Regions from separate parts of the Gossypium hirsutum genome. Here regions 2 and 3 are each linked to region 1. Evidence: chromatin contacts called from public Hi-C data. All regions are on one chromosome and are shown on one strand. Each heading gives the region's core, a stretch centred on a gene start, on an enhancer-like site or on the middle of the called end of the contact. The rest is flanking DNA. Distances are from core to core; before and after follow the strand shown. Region 1 holds the start of LOC107959851 (carbonic anhydrase, chloroplastic). Region 2 holds the start of LOC107959853 (cinnamoyl-CoA reductase-like SNL6). Region 3 holds the start of LOC107961465 (bidirectional sugar transporter SWEET6b).

What was found. A called contact is a pair of places that touch in the nucleus more often than the background predicts.
Region 2: a contact with region 1 is called in a Hi-C map of leaf, with 1.6 times the contacts expected there. The contact joins the promoter of LOC107959853 here to the promoter of LOC107959851 in region 1. A contact is called at or near these places in 2 of 34 Hi-C or Micro-C datasets (both in leaf).
Region 3: a contact with region 1 is called in a Hi-C map of leaf, with 2.0 times the contacts expected there. The contact joins the promoter of LOC107961465 here to the promoter of LOC107959851 in region 1. A contact is called at or near these places in 5 of 34 Hi-C or Micro-C datasets (all in leaf).

The regions. Positions count from the first base shown.
Region 1 is chrA05:99,468,082-99,471,077 of Gossypium_hirsutum_v2.1, forward strand. LOC107959851 (carbonic anhydrase, chloroplastic) reads left to right here and starts at 1,448. Exons shown (of 8, transcript XM_016896015.2): 1 at 1,448-1,770; 2 at 2,599-2,660; 3 at 2,804-2,935. The coding sequence starts at 1,573.
Region 2 is chrA05:99,332,545-99,336,033 of Gossypium_hirsutum_v2.1, forward strand. LOC107959853 (cinnamoyl-CoA reductase-like SNL6) reads right to left here and starts at 2,027. Exons shown (of 5, transcript XM_016896016.2): 1 at 1,563-2,027; 2 at 1,242-1,426; 3 at 254-448; 4 at 1-61. The coding sequence starts at 1,827. It also overlaps the pseudogene LOC107960977.
Region 3 is chrA05:99,620,025-99,623,533 of Gossypium_hirsutum_v2.1, forward strand. LOC107961465 (bidirectional sugar transporter SWEET6b) reads right to left here and starts at 1,419. Exons shown (of 6, transcript XM_041114252.1): 1 at 1,248-1,419; 2 at 680-716; 3 at 105-324. The coding sequence starts at 1,281.

The DNA of each region.
Region 1 (2,996 bases), core at 198-2,697:
CCTTTCTCTCCCACTCAAATTATAGGGGGAAAACATGGCTAGTTTCTCAAATTTCTTCCATTGTGAAAGGAGCGAGAAAGCAGGCGGTATTGCCAGGAATGTGTGGACATATCCAAAAACAAATAAACATCGAAAAGAACAGCTGAGGTTGACTATCTAACACAACCCCACATATCATTGGAGCCATGTTTTAGGGATAGGGTTTTATCTTCATCTATCCATTGCTTTAATATTTTCACCCATTCATTCATTCATCTTCATCTCTCCTGCTGCACCATTGCTCCCCCCCTCCCCCCCAAAACCCAACAACTTTTGCTTTATATTTCTCAATATTATCCCCCACTTTTTTTTTTGTAAGTTTTGTTTCAAACATATATTTATCATCTTCCTGGAAAATTTTTTTAAAATAGGAATAATGTCAAATTTAACCCTTTACGTTTATATCTTCAATTTAGCCATTGTTTTTTTTAGCTAAATTTGATATCATTTTTTTAAAAAGAGTTAAAATTAACTATCAACCTTTTAAAAGTGTCGAAATGATGTTTTTTTGATGAGAATACTAACTAAAATATTAAAATTTTAAATATGACAGTCTGCATGCAATCTATGTGTAGTTATGTCCTGTACTATATATTTTTAAATTTCATGAACTTTTTATATATTTTTTCAATTTTAACTTTGATTTATTTTATTTTTATAATTTATAAATTATTTATTGACGTGACATATAAAATGAATGTTGTTATGTTAGTATGATGTGCATATGAATTGTCATGTAAGTTATCATGTCAACAACGTTAAAAATTAATGTTTTAGTCACTATTTTCTCTTTAAAAAATTAATTTAAATTTTTTTAAAAGACTAAAAGTCAAATTAAACAAAATAAAAAGAATAAAAATCAAATTAAAAAAAATATAAACATTGTGGATTAAATTTATCATTATACCTTTAAAATCATTGCATGCATGTCTCAAGAGGGAAAAAGACTACATTAATAATATATAAAGATGTAATGAAAAAAAATGTAATAAATTTTTATGAAAAATATTTGATGTTTGGGTGCAGCATAAATTTTATGCACTATCACTAAATCACTAAAAAATAAGATAGAAGATTGTCATTAATATAAAATAAAAAAATTAAAGAATTTAAAAATAAAAAATTATTTTTAAAAATATATTAATTATAATTATTAAATATAAATAAATATAAAAATATCAAATCCAAAGTTTAAATTTTAAAATTTAAAAGCGGAAATGTAAAACCAACACTTGAAAGAGAAATAAAATAGTTATATTTATTCAAAAAAAATAATTATATTTAATATTTAATTATATTAAATAAATTTAATCGTAAGTACTTTAATATATTTTTTATTCTACACTAGCAATTATGTGTTATTTTATTATTAATTAAAAGTGCGTGAGATTAATCCTAAATTTATTCATGATAATGCGTTAGAAAGAGAAAAATGGATGTCCATCCAACGTCCAAACATAATCTACAGAGGTAGAAGCTATCCTTCACAAAAATATGGTATAAATATTGTAAATTGTATGACACCTTGTGGCAATGTCGACCGCTTCCATTAACGGCTGGTGCCTCACTTCGTCCTCCACTGCCACCGCCACTTCTTTCCCTCTCTGGCGACCCACATTACGATCCTCCTCCATTGTTGCCACCCTCAACTCTTCCCCTTCTCCTCCAACACTCATCCGCAACCAGCCTGTTTTCGCTGCTCCTGTTCCTTTGCTCACCCCTTCTAATTGGGTATACATATGGATTATTCTCTTTTATTACATTACCTTTTTTTTTTTACTTCTTAAATCTCGCATTATTAAAATATAAATATATAATATATTACGCAGTTATTATTAAAATATTTTTATATTTATTTCTAAAAACTTTTAATAAAGTGACATTTTGAGTATCAAATAATATATATATTTCCATTGTCATGAAAATATTAAATATTAATGTGGCAATCCGTGAGAGTTTAGCACGTGAAACTCTAGGAGTGGCTAAAGACGTAAATTGCCACATCAAAAGTAATTATATCCAAACCACGTTTTATCTCATGATTTGTCAACCACGTGGCATTTCATCAATGGTGGCAGTAGCCACATGAGCAGCTTACAGCCTTGCTAATAATACGTGTGAGGCTGTGGTTACCCTAAACCCACCAATCAAATTTATTTCTTTGGTTGGCTAAATAAATAACATTTAAATTACAAAGAAAACCTTCCCAAATCACGTTTTGTTTCCTGAGTTGGCCTTCCATCAATGGTGCTAATGCCCTTACCTGGTCTAGTAAGACGCGTGTGGCTCTGATTAACCCAAATCAGCCAATCCAATTAATTATCTCTCTTTCTGGCTAAATAACATCAAATATAAAATAGCTGGTTCTGAGAGCTAAATTAAGATTTAACATTTATTCAAAACAGAGAAAGATTCATTGAACTAGTTTGTTTCTTTATTGTCAGACATTTCTCATTTTTGTATGCCCTCCAACGAACTAATAATATATATACATGTACATGTAATGGTAAGAACATATAAGAAAGTCACTGACTTTTACTGGTGCTTGAAATTTTTCAGAGAGAAGACATGGGAGACAAGTCATACGAGGAAGCCATTGAAGCTCTCAAGAAACTGCTTAGGTAATATATATAAAATTATAAACTATCTTAACTTTTATCAACTGTTGGTGCTCTCAGAACATGAGAAGAGTAGACTTTTAACTTAAATTAATTGGAGTTTAAAAGTTTCTCAGCATTAACTTTGAATAAATTGATACATGTAGTGAGAAAGGAGAATTGAAAGCTGTAGCAGCCGCAAAGGTAGATCAAGTGACAGCTGAGTTAAAGACAACATCTGATGATTCTGTGGAGAGGTTGAAACAAGGATTCGTTTACTTCAAGTCACAAAAATATGAGTTAGTCATCACTCTTTTCATTTTTTTTCCTTTAATTTTCTTCATATTCTTCAATGGTTTT
Region 2 (3,489 bases), core at 777-3,276, 130 kb before region 1:
TTTCTTCAGCTATTTTCCATGCAACTTTTTCTGCTTTCAGCTTCCCCAATGCAAACCAGAGCTGCCACATTTTGAAAGGAATTTATATTAGTTGGATTTGAGTGTAAGTCTCCGACACAGATATACGAGTCCTTAGAGAATCGTATCTATGTCTGGATAGACGGGAACTTTGAGTCGAAGTTAACACAGACGCCCATCCCACGTATTTATCTCGAAGCATTGATATTTGTACTTTAGTTTGCATTAGGTATACCTTTTTCTCCATACAAAGTGCTTCATTGCTCCAAGAATCATGATTAACCAAAAGGGGAAGATCATGTTGGGAGCTGTCTCTCCATATGCAGGCCAAAAGTGAAGAAGTGAGCACACAATTCCTCACAGAAGCTGTTCTTGCACATGCCTTCATCACATTTTCACTTGCCTTCACTTCTATTTCAGCCATGGATTTCTAACCAAAACACCAGAAGGTCGCATTATTTTCTATTAGTGAAAAGTAAGCTTCAACTTGGTGCTAAAGAGAGTCTAAAACTATGTTTTTCGGTACAGGTATCCTTAAATTTTCCAAATATTTAGAGAATCATACTCAATATTTATGTCCAAATATGTGTTGAATATAAATATTAGATACCAAAAGTCGAAACAACATATGCATAAAAGGACATGCAAGTATAAGAAGGTGAATGATGAAGTTTATGATTTTGGCATAAATTCAGACCACAAACTAGCACTTGTGGTGCCCTGGACCCGGTAGGCCAACCCAATAATGAAGTCGTCAGGGGCATGCTTATTTTTGCAGTGAAAGACTTATTTTTAGAAAGCAACACTTTTCAGTTGACTTGTTCATCCCATTCCTTTCATCTTTCATCTCAAGAAGAACTATCTACCTACGAAATATACTGATGGTACCCCGTACCTGGAAGTATAACTATCTACCTACGAAAAATAATGTTGGTGTTTCCTTAGCTACTTGGACTGAGGTGAAACCATGGAAGTGCTGGATACAAGTAGGTGTCCAAAATATGTTCAATTTTTCTAATCTTTTTTTTTTCTTCTAAATGGGACTATCTTCGTATCTAGGTCCGGATATGCTCAAAGAATACTTAAAAAAAAACAATGGGCAAGAACTTGGCAATGTAAGAAAAGTTAGTCTTTGTGTAATGTTCATTCCTATCATAGAACAAATTGCAGCATTATTAGTCACTTGATGTGTGTGAATAGCAAAGAAAAGAAGGAAAACTCACTGAATAACCAGAGATGCCAGAAGGATCAACAAAAGCAGAGGTGTGAAACACTCCACGACACCCATCAAAGGCCTCCATCAGCCCCTGGATTTCAGTTTGCCTAGCCATTACCACTGATATTTTATTGTTACAAGCCATCATCATCTCCCCAGAAACTTGCATCTCCCTCAGCTTCTCTACATCTTCTGCAGTTTTTTTGAATCAAACCCAAAGAACCCACTTAATAAAGAAGTCTACGGGAAACAGACAACAACCTTAAATCAGACAAGGGTTTTCTAACCTTGTCAGATTCCAGGCTGTTCTGAACAATAGAATGGTTACCTTGGTTATCCACAAGGATTCGAACAGAGTATCCACGGAGCAAGAGACGATTAACTAAGGCAAGCCCAAGGAAAGAAACACCACTGGTCACACAAACAAGCTTGTCTTGTTGAAAATCAAGGTCGGCGATATGGGAACTCATTAGGCCTTTGAAGTCATCATTTTCTTTGCTTCTTTCCGTGGCAGCCAAAGCAACTAAAGTCTTCCTGAAGTCTTCAAACTCCCTTCTTTCACTCTCTTCATCTTGCGCCCTTGCAATCCCCATGATTAAGTTTGAAGCTCTGGGTCAGTTTAAACTCTCGTTGCTATAATTGTCTGCAAAGGGAGGCTAAAACAGAGACGATCTAAAGACAAAATCATGCAAAAGGCATTACTCCCATATTTGAAAGCTTATTTATTTAACAAATTTCAATGAGGTGGGCTGCGTAACAGTCCAATTGAGATAATATAGAGACTCGGCTTGCTCGCTTGGCTTGATTTTAAGTGGCTACAAATAAATAAACGTGTAATGTTTGGATTTTTCTTATTTGTTTATCAATTCTTTTTATTTGTTTAAGTGTACTTTGTATTTAAATGAAAAAAATGTTTTATATAATATAATATATAAATGCGAATGTTTTTAGTCACATGCAAAGGTTTTTTTTTTTTTTACTTTGTTATTCTGATTTTTTTATTATTTCTTATCTTGAATTTCTAAAAAAATTACTTTTGAGAATTTGTTTTTTATTGAATTTTTTCACGAAGAAAAGGACAAAGAAAGAAAGTATCAACTGATAAAACTAATTTAGGATCTCACCATCCATCAACGTCATGTTTCGTGCTATTTATTTAAATTTACGTTTTCATGATTTAATTTTAAAAATTTATAAATAGTTGTTAAATTATTTAAAAAAATTTATTTAATAATTAATTTATAATTTTTTAAAATTGAGTGACTAAGATATAAATTAAATAATAATTTAATAATTTTGAGTATAATTTATTGAAAAATTTAACATGTTACATGGGATTGTTGGAATTTTTCAAATTTCACAACTAAAAGAAATGAGAGAACTTGAAATTTCCAATAATCTCACATAGTATGTTAGAGTATTTTTGTAAGTTCATGCTTTCATCTATAAATAGAGTATAAATTTCAATAATTTTTAAGTAGCGCTTAGAAACTCGGATTTAGATTTAAAATTTAAAATTTTAACTTTGAAATTTATGATTTATGTATTCATTATTTCAATTTTTTTTGTTTGCAAGTGGTAGGAATAGAAACAGAAAATAGGAAATAGAAAAGGGAAGAAGAAGAATAATAGGGGAAGACAAAAATTGAAAGGGAAGAAGCAAATAAAACATATTCATTTCATTACCCTCCATCCAATTACAGCTGCATATATATATAAGGAAATAAAACAGTCCAAAATTGGTTAAAACTAACAGTACTAACGTTTATTCAAAACGCCCCGTTTTTACTGAAGTCACTGCACATCATTTCATTTATACTAAAACGCACCGTTTACGACATTTCAGTTTTGACCCGTATCAAATACTCTCCCCCTAAAATGATCATTGTCCTCAAGGATCAACTTGAGGAAGAATGCTCTTGAGTTGGTCTAAGGACTCCCAAGTAGCAGACGGTCCATTCAGCATGCCTCTTCCAGGCTGCCTCTTTTTCCCTCTCTCGAGCACTTGCTAAAGACATGCAACCACCATTCTTTCCCTCGAAGGTTTCATAATCATAGTATCTGCAAAACCTGCTGCTTTTCTTTTCTCGAGTTCATCATTACAAATATTTTTCGCAAGAAGAATCATCTTTGGTGACTTAAAAACATGTCCATTTTTCTGTCTGTCCAACGTTTGTAATTTGGAACCACCATCCTCACCAGAAAGCCATGAACCCTTCTCAACAAGATTCATAATTATCTGCTTAAATCTGCCT
Region 3 (3,509 bases), core at 169-2,668, 150 kb after region 1:
AAATTCTACCAATAAATCTTTATACATACACACAGTGAATTTGTTAAAATAGAAAATAATGTAAAGGCCAATAAGCATGCAAATTAAGGTTCATGTATAATTACCCTTTTCTTCCGATCATTAGCATAAACCACGTATACGGTTAAGTAGAGCAACTCAATGACAAGGCCAACGCTGTTGATGGTCAAGACTAGAATGTTGTCCTTTTTAACAATGGGAAGACCATAAAACATCCAGAAAATACAGTTCAGAACTGTGCACAAATAGGGGTATGGCTGAAACTCCTCAACTGCCTTGTTCTTATAAATTCGGAAAAAAGTTGGCCTATTAACATTTATTCACAAAAACCAACAATTGTCAGTGAGAATTTTGAATCCAAAAGAAAAAGTTATGAAAAAGAAAAACTTCATTATATATATTCACATATTCAAGAAAAAAACTCAATTTATAGGTATATTTATATAATCGTTTATCATTCTATATATACAACATCTGGAAAAGGAATAAAGAGATTCGAGTCTATAATACTTTTAGAATTATAGTAATAAATTTACTACGGACCAGAAAAAGAAATTTGTTAAGCATTTTTTTTTACCAGCTATTCGTTAAGCTTTTAATTAGGTAAATCTAAAATAAAATAATAAATTCATAGCAAGATAATTAGACAGAAGATGCGTACACTGGCGAGAGGAAGAGGCCGAAGGAGATGACATTCCCTGCAAAACAATATATAAATGTATAAATAAACGAAACAACTTCAAACAGAAAAAAGAAAACTGAATAACCAGTCTTCGATCTTCATAGAATAGTAGATTCGTTAATAACGTAAAAACTTAACATGATAAGCATTTAAGTACATATTTACTTAATGAAAAACTGAAGAGAAATGTGAAAACTCTTATCAAAGCTTTTAAACTCGCAGTAAATCTAAACGCATTAACGTCAACTCATCGCTTATCATGATGAAATTCAACAAAAAGCAATTAAAACCTCTAAAATCTCCAAAACTTAACCTCATGAACACTAAAGTTCATATTTACTTAATGAAAAACTGAAAAGAAGTTTGAAAACTATATTGGCTTATTGAACCAAAAAAAGAAAGGGAAACGATTAACAAAACATCGATCGCCATTGATCAAAGCTTCAAAACATCTTTAAAGCTTCTAATCACGATCAAAATCAAAAAAAAAAAAAAACTAATCAAAACCTTTAAAAGCTCCAAAACTCAACAGAGAAACATAAATTACCAATAATGCCAACGACATTGCGAGCAAGTCCCATCTTCGAAAGCTTAAGCAGTAACGAGAGAAAAGGAGAGGAGAAATTGATGAAGGATGAAGGATGAAGGATGAAGGATGAAACAGATTTGAAAGTTATATATAAAGCAAGGGATAGAGAAGGATTTTTAGTTGGAGTAGAAATCCGCGTCGATAAGATTTTACCTTTTTAAACTAAAATTTCTTTTTTGAAACACGAAATTTTAATTATCCACTAATCCTAATTAAATTCTAATTCCTTTTTCTTTTTCTTTAAAAAATTTGGTATTATTTTTTGTGCATGCAAATTGCATGGCGTCGTGGCTTTGGATAATTGGGGAGAACTGGAGAAGTAAGACGCGGCGTTTAAATCGTTTGTGTGTTTGTTGTTACGGAGGATATTCATTCGGTGTTGGATTTCATCTAAATTACCATTATTGCCATTACCTGAATATCCATGTATTATTATTATGCGTGGCGAAAAAGAATTCGAGACGATTTTCGTCTTTCCAAATTTTCATTTCGCCAATAGAATTTTGCCATGTCAGCTTCAGTTAAGATTTTACAAATTATTAAATTTATATTTTCTTAATTTTATTATTAGAATTATTCAATTATAAATTTTAAAATTTTCAACTATTCGGATTGCGTTGGATACTTTTGATAAATATTCAAACTGGTTTGACTCAGTTTGAAATAGTAAAATAATAAAAAAATATTAATATTTTAAATAATAAACAGATTTTTTTGGATTGAGCATTTACTGTTGCTTTTCCCTGATATAAGTTCAATTAACTCAAAATTTCAACATTAATCACCTTCAATTACTGTAATTAGTCTATCACAATATCAAATTTGATAGAATATATCAAATCTATAATTAATACATATATAATGCTTATCCACAGTGGGTACTAATTAAGTTATTAAATAATTAAACCATCTTTGTTTTAACAAATTAAGCAATTATTATTTTGAGGTATAATTATTTTTTATATGAAATAAAAAAATACATATTTCTAATGAGATTTTATTCCGAGATACCATAACATTCACTTTTTACTTTATTATTTGAACCAAAGTAGTATTTGGTTTTAGTGTCAATTTTAAATAAATATATTACATAATTCTTTTACCTACATTATGTGTGTCCTATAATCTAATAACAACGTGAAATCTACACGTACATCATAAATAGATTTTATATTATGATTAAATAAATTAAATTAAATATGATAAAAATATAGTCTTTTTATATTAAAAATAGGATAAATTTAAAAAATATATATTCGCATAATTTTGGTTAATTTTCTTTTTCTTTTTTACAATTGAACCACGAAAATTATAGTAGAGTAATTAACTTCTAACGTTTTGATCACTCGATTGTTAAAAGTGTGACAAACTTAATAGCGAAACGACCTGACATGTTATGTTTGTCACATAAGCACAAAGTATCATTCATATGTTATCATAAAATAAGAAAATAGAAAATAAAATTAAAAATTAAAGACCAAAACCTTAAAATTGGCGGCCTTCAGCTTATTTGTTTCTTTCTAGACACAACAACAATGAAGCAAAGGAAAAAGAAGAGGATGAAAAAAAGGAAGGAGAAGGAAAAAATGGTGTTACCCGATTTCATCCGGTATGCTTTTTATATGGAAATTTGATTGATTTAAAAATGTCATGGTCTAATGATAACCCAAGTAGAAGATTTTTTTTTATTGAGAAAACTTCGGCCATCAATTTTGTAATTCATGTAGGTTTTTTAGTTATGATTTGCCCATGACACCTCGTGCAAGAGTTGTGCTGCTTGGGCTGTTAAGAAAAATTAGAACAATAGAGATGGAGAGAAAGAAGGTGTAGATAATGTGATTATTTGCTTTGGTTGTTATGTTGATGTTAGTTTAGATGATGAAGTGAAGTTTTTGGGAGAAAAATGAGATTGAATGATTCAATTGGTTTGTGGAGTAAGGTTTATCTTGTATTAGTTTGGTTTCTTAGTGTAGGTTTAGAGAGGTTAGGGTTGCTTTTTTGTAAATGAAGGTGAACCAAATGCAATATGGGTTGTGATGGGATTTTGAGATGAAATTTAGAATATAAAATTCGAAATTGAGTCATAATGTGAGAATATAACTTATATTAGCAAATAATCTAAATGGTTCTTTATCTAACAAATCGAAATTGAGTAAATCAATTAAATGACTATTATGTTATCTATCAAATCCAAATGGGTATCGGAACGGATGACTCTCA